2 separate regions of the Hordeum vulgare genome follow, and region 2 is linked to region 1. The links are chromatin contacts, called in public Hi-C maps. All regions are on one chromosome and are shown on one strand. Each heading gives the region's core, a stretch centred on a gene start, on an enhancer-like site or on the middle of the called end of the contact. The rest is flanking DNA. Distances are from core to core; before and after follow the strand shown.

The links. A called contact is a pair of places that touch in the nucleus more often than the background predicts.
Region 2: a Hi-C map of seedling shows a contact between it and region 1, with 6 times the contacts expected there. The contact joins the promoter of LOC123443588 here to the promoter of LOC123443586 in region 1. A contact is called at or near these places in 1 of 6 Hi-C or Micro-C datasets (seedling) and 1 of 1 datasets of contacts at active chromatin or transcription factors (embryo).

What each region holds. Positions count from the first base shown.
Region 1 is chr3H:237,648,924-237,651,623 of MorexV3_pseudomolecules_assembly, forward strand. It overlaps LOC123443586 (fimbrin-2-like), which reads right to left and starts at 1,276. Exons shown (of 13, transcript XM_045120019.1): 1 at 1,156-1,276; 2 at 548-1,077; 3 at 282-453. The coding sequence starts at 1,242.
Region 2 is chr3H:237,968,294-237,971,049 of MorexV3_pseudomolecules_assembly, forward strand. It overlaps LOC123443588, which reads left to right and starts at 1,340. Exons shown (of 2, transcript XM_045120024.1): 1 at 1,340-2,647. The coding sequence starts at 1,441. The coding sequence ends at 2,004.

The DNA of each region.
Region 1 (2,700 bases), core at 26-2,525:
TCGACCGCATCAAATCCGACCACACAAGAACTGGAAAATGCATTTAACCCTGTCATTCAAACACCACCTTTGGCTAGAGTTAGTTCACGGTTAGTCACGAGTTAAAAACTAACTCTAACCTCTAGCCAAGTTAGAGTAACCAAACAGGGCCAAGTATCCAAGTAAAAAAGAATCGACTGAAAAGGTCAACTTTTTTTTTTTGAGGGAAGGTCACCTTTATTATAAATAAGTAACGCGACTTGCAAGAAAAGCAAGAAAAATAGAAACAGGGAGAGTCCTACCCTCCCCTCTGCCAGATCCTGCGTGCCGATATTGACAACAGTGCAGCCGATGGCCTTGGCAGAGTTGAGACAGAGGGTGTGGTTCTCGTTTTTCTCCCACAAGTTAAGCAGCCTCTTGGTGTTGATAGCACGTTCGTCGATCGTCCCTGGCACGGCCAAGTTGATGAGCTTACTGGACCAAAAAGCCGAAAAGGTTAGGAATCAGATCAGAGCAAAAAATAAAACCATTAGATCGAAAGCATAAATTTGAATGGTCAGGACCGCACCATAGCAACACGCCGTCTTTAGTGAGGTGGAAGAGCTGGTCGGTGGCCGGATCGACGGGTAGCGCGTTCTTGAGGAACGGATCCTCGGCGAGGTAGGCATTGATGTGGCCCACGTAGGAAGCCTTTTCGGATTCGCTGATGGTGTGCAGCAGCGTCGTGGTGGATGCCGTGAGGAAGGCGGCTGATGAGGAGGAGGACCGCTTAATGCCTTGGCCGCCATCGCGCTCGCGCGCCTTCTTCCCGCCCTTGAGCCGCAGCTGCATCTCGGCGTAGACACGCAGGAAGAGCTCAAAGTTGACGTCGAGCTGCGGTTTGTCGTCGGGGCGGGAAACAGCCTTGAGCACAGAAGACCACTCCTCGTCGGTGAGCACCGGCTCGGGCGGCGAGCTATTCTCTTTCCCGGCGCCCCCGCGCACTGCTCCCCCTTCACCGCCGGCGGTAGCCGTGGGGCTCCCGAGGCCGGTCAGCGCGGCCGGGAGGTCCCGCAGCCGCAGCCTGCCGGTAGGCGCCGTGTCCCGCAGCCCCGCGTACTAGCAAACAAGATCGAAAAACGCAGTCACAAACACCACCGTCAGTGCCAAGGAAGACGAAGGGCAGAGAGCGCGTACCTGGGCCTGGAGCGCGCGGAGGTCCGCCTGCGTGAAGCGGCGCTGCAGGTAAGGATCGGACACGACGACCAGCCCGTCGAATCCCATCGAATCCCGGTGCTCCGACGGCGGCAGCTCCGAGTCCGCAGGCGGGCGGGCGGGCGGGCGGGCGGCGTTAGGTGGGATGCGCGAGTCGAGACGGTGGCCAGTGTCTGAGGTGGAGCGTTGGTTCAAACTAAAGAAGAGGATGGGATGGATGATTAAGGAGGGTCCCAGTTCGTAGTAAAAAAAAAAAAGAGGAGTGTGGAGCTTTGATGAGAGAGAGTGGACAGAGCAGGGTAGGGAATTCAAATCTTCCCGAGTCACTGCCTGGCAGAGCCCAGCGAGCTGGTCCCCGACCGTTGCTGTTCGTGAAAGCGGAAGTACCAGGAGAGGAGGTTGGATACCACTCACTCTCACACTACAGTTGCTACTGGGGGATGTCACTAATTGAGATTCCAGCTAATGCTCCTTAAGGTTGCAAGCTGTGGCTAATGTTGGAGTCAAAATGCAGTCCTTTGATAGTTGTGCTGCTACACAGTTGCGGCTTGTACTGAAACGTGCTGAAATGATCTAATGCCTTTGGTTGTTTTCAAGATTGGCATTAAGCGATAACTATACCTTTAATGACTCGATTACGAGCTGTTTTCGTTCCGCCCTTGCAAGGTACTCCCTTCGTCCGAAAAGGTTGTCGTCAACCTAGTTCATGTGTAATCTTGTCAAAAATCTTTATCCTCTTAAATCTGTTGCTACTCAACTCAGTCTGCTTCTTGAACCTCCCGTCATCGCTGCACCGCACGCCCACCCACCGTCTCCTATACGAACCATGCGCCTCATCCGCCGTAGGGCTCATCCGACGACGAAGGACCGCCTCCCCTGTCGTCCACCTGTGCCGCGGCCGCCAATTTGTGCTGCTCCTCGTTAACTACGCGCACCTCAACGAGCGACGGCTCCACGACTGACGGGGAGCGACACCTCGACGGGCACCAGCTCCATGGCTAACAAGCGACACCTCCTCGTCGTCCACGACTGCTTCCTCGTGCCTAACGCAGCCACCCACTCCGGTGCGGGACCTGCGCCACCGCCCACCTGCTCCTACGTGGCGACCACCTCGACGGACGACGGTTCTACGGGTGAAGGATGATGTCCCGTCGCTATCCCCTCCCTCTGCAATCCCTCCTACAACCCAGGGCTATGCCGCCCTCCAACAGCCCAGGACTGCGCCGCCGTGATGCCCTTGTGACGCCCAGGGCATGCACCGTCGCCCGGACCTGCGTGCGCCTCGATCTCAAGCGCGAGACCTGGAGCTCCCGGTGGACCTTGACCCCGAGCTCCCAGCGGAAATACATCCTCAAGCTCAACCTCCTGCCGCTCCATGTTCATCGGGAAGAAGATCCTGCCCATTATCAGATTAGTTTCCTGTTTATCTTTTGGAACTATAAAACTTAGCGGTGATCAGTTCGGTGAACATTTTAGATCCACTGCTTGTTTATGATCAGTTGATGCTTTAGTGGCCAAGAAGTTCAA
Region 2 (2,756 bases), core at 90-2,589, 320 kb after region 1:
AATAGTGCCTCCCTTTTTTCGATAAAGGGTGGATTTTATTGGCTCAAAATGGAGCATCAATAGGATACATACAAAAATGGGCACACACCCAACCTCTACATAGCTAGGATGCACACACCTAACCCAACACACACAGGGAAATAGACGAGCGGCTAGCGAAGTCATAAGACCAAAGCAAACATAGGATAGGAAAAAATAATTAAAAAGCCCCAAAGAAAATAGTCCAATAGTGGCTCCCTATGAACCACAAACTACTATCCCTAGAATGCTTCCCATAGATAGCATACGTGTTGTACTTTGGTGCATGCATTGATATAATTGGCCCTACTACTCAAAAAATAGTCTCCACGTTGAGATCTTCACAAGTATTGACTGTTCGCAGATGGTAGCTTCAAACTATGTTACATACAAAGTTCGTCGATGACCAAAGCGCACAGAAAATTACTCCCTTCGTCCCACAATATAAGAACGTTTTGCAAGCTATGTAGCTTGGAAAACGCTCTTATATTGTGGGGTGTGGGATTACAAACCTCTCATGTCACTCAATAAGGGGCGCACATGCATTTCAAAACTGAAATAGGAACATTAGCTGACAATTAAATATGTGTATGTTTAATTAATACCAGTATCATATCAAACTCTTATTTGAACAAATAAGTTTTGGAATTATGAGTGGCACTGTAACAGCCCGGAACCGACACTTCAGAAGATTCCCTTTTTATTTCGTTGTCGTCGTGTGATTTATTTGGTTGTCGCATTCATCATCGCATCATCGGCATTGCATCGGCACTTCGTTGTCGTCATTTTTCAAAATTTGCATCATTCGTTATTAGTTGCCGGTTCTCTCAGTTTTCATCGTTGGCCGTTTTGAGACCAACCACACACGCACGTGCCCACGACACCATTAAAATGTTGTTTTTAAAAGTGTGTATAAAACTTTCTCGGATTAGGTAGAAAGTTGGTGTGCGGTCTTAATATAGTGTAGGTAGACCGCTTCCCAAATTTCATCGCAATCGGAGTCCATGATACCCGAACCGTTAAACCTATATTGGAACTATAGACGGTCTAAATCACCGACGTTTCGGTATTTTAAACTCTGACGCCGGGCTGCCGTTTCCCCTCTCATCTCCGCCTAGCCCTCTGCACAGTGCGCAGACCCTCGCGTACGTCCGATAATTTCTCCAAACCCGAAACCGACGGCCATGAGTGTTGGATCTGGATCATCCCCTAAATACCCCAAACATCATCGGTTTCTCAAATGGACCCCTAACCTATTTTTTTATCGCATCATATGGTCCAAACCTAGCCTAACCCTACTATTTATATACGAAATCTGGATCAATCCCAAACCTAGTCTACCCAATACCCGCGCCTCTGCCACTTCTTGTTTTCCCCGCCTAGCCAGCACGTAGCCTCCCTCCTCCTTATCCAACTATCGCCATGGACGCGTCCAGCTCCTTCTGGAGCCAAATCCAGCACGAGGACCTCTCTCCGCGATCCCCTATCACGTTTCCTCCTTGCTCCACCCTGCAGATCCACGCTCTGCCCATGCTCGAGCTCGGCACCGAGGACCTCCCGCTCGAGCTCGACCGCATCTCCGGCGAACCTCCCTCGTGCCTCGCCCTCATCCTCATGCGCCCTACTGCGACGTCCTCGCCTTCCTCCCGCGTGCAGACACACAAGGGCTCGACCTCCCCTACTCCGAGGTCGCCGGCTACTAGCGCGACCACCAGGAACTGTCGCTCGCGCCCGCGTAGCTGTCGTGGTCTTGCGGCGCTTGTGTCATGGCCGTCGAAGCCGCCGACCGCCGAAGCCTCCTTCCTGCTGGCCGACCGGGTCCACCTCACCTCCGACCAGCCTTTGCCGGAGCAGCCATCCTCGACCGGCCCCCTCGCCACGCCACTGGAGAGGCTCGCTGGTTGGACCCCTCTGCCTTATCGTGCCTCCTGCTTCCTCCCATCCCTGCCTGCTCATACGAGCGCTTCCTCTGCTCGTCGTGTGTAGCGCCACCAACAGTGTCGCTACTCGCCTACCTTGCGTCGCCATCCCCCGCTTGAATAGATGTTGCTTCGCTGTTGCCCGCCTCCTTTGCACCTTCCTCACTATTGTTGTCTCGTTGGCCAAGCCATTATGTTGTTGCATGCCTCCTCTGTTGACAACCAGCCCCGCCGGAGCTCCCCCTTGATTCGCTCGCCGGTGCTTGTTGCTCCGCTCGACAGCCATCGCCAGTTGTTGTCATGCCTTGTTGCATTCGGTTGTGTACGGTCCTTCTGGACGCGGTTTTTCTACAGCGCGTTGCGTTCACAGCGGCAATCCCAGCCGCTAGCGTGCGTGTGAGGATCAACGCCACATGCAGGCAAGTACAGTGCGGGACCATGCATGCGGCTCGTATTGTTATGTATAGCGTTTTACCCGGTCATCCAGCCCACCGTATTCCACTCTTATGGGCCCTCCCAGGTTCTCTCATGTCAATGCAAAAAAAAAAGGTTCTCTCATGTGACCCCACCTTCCCATTATCCCTTCTCTATCACCTGAGGACAAGAAGCTCTGCTTGTTCCGCAGCAATGGCGACGAGGAGCGGCTACACCGGAGAAGGAGGAAGCTCAATCATGTCCACGGGAGTGTCGAATCAAGCGAAGCTCTTCAGGTTAGTTGTTCTATTTGTTCCTTTCCCCCTTTCCCCTTTTTTTGATTTTCAGATCCTGTTTGCTTAAACTCGATCCCCACCTCATATTCAGCACGTCCACGATATAGAG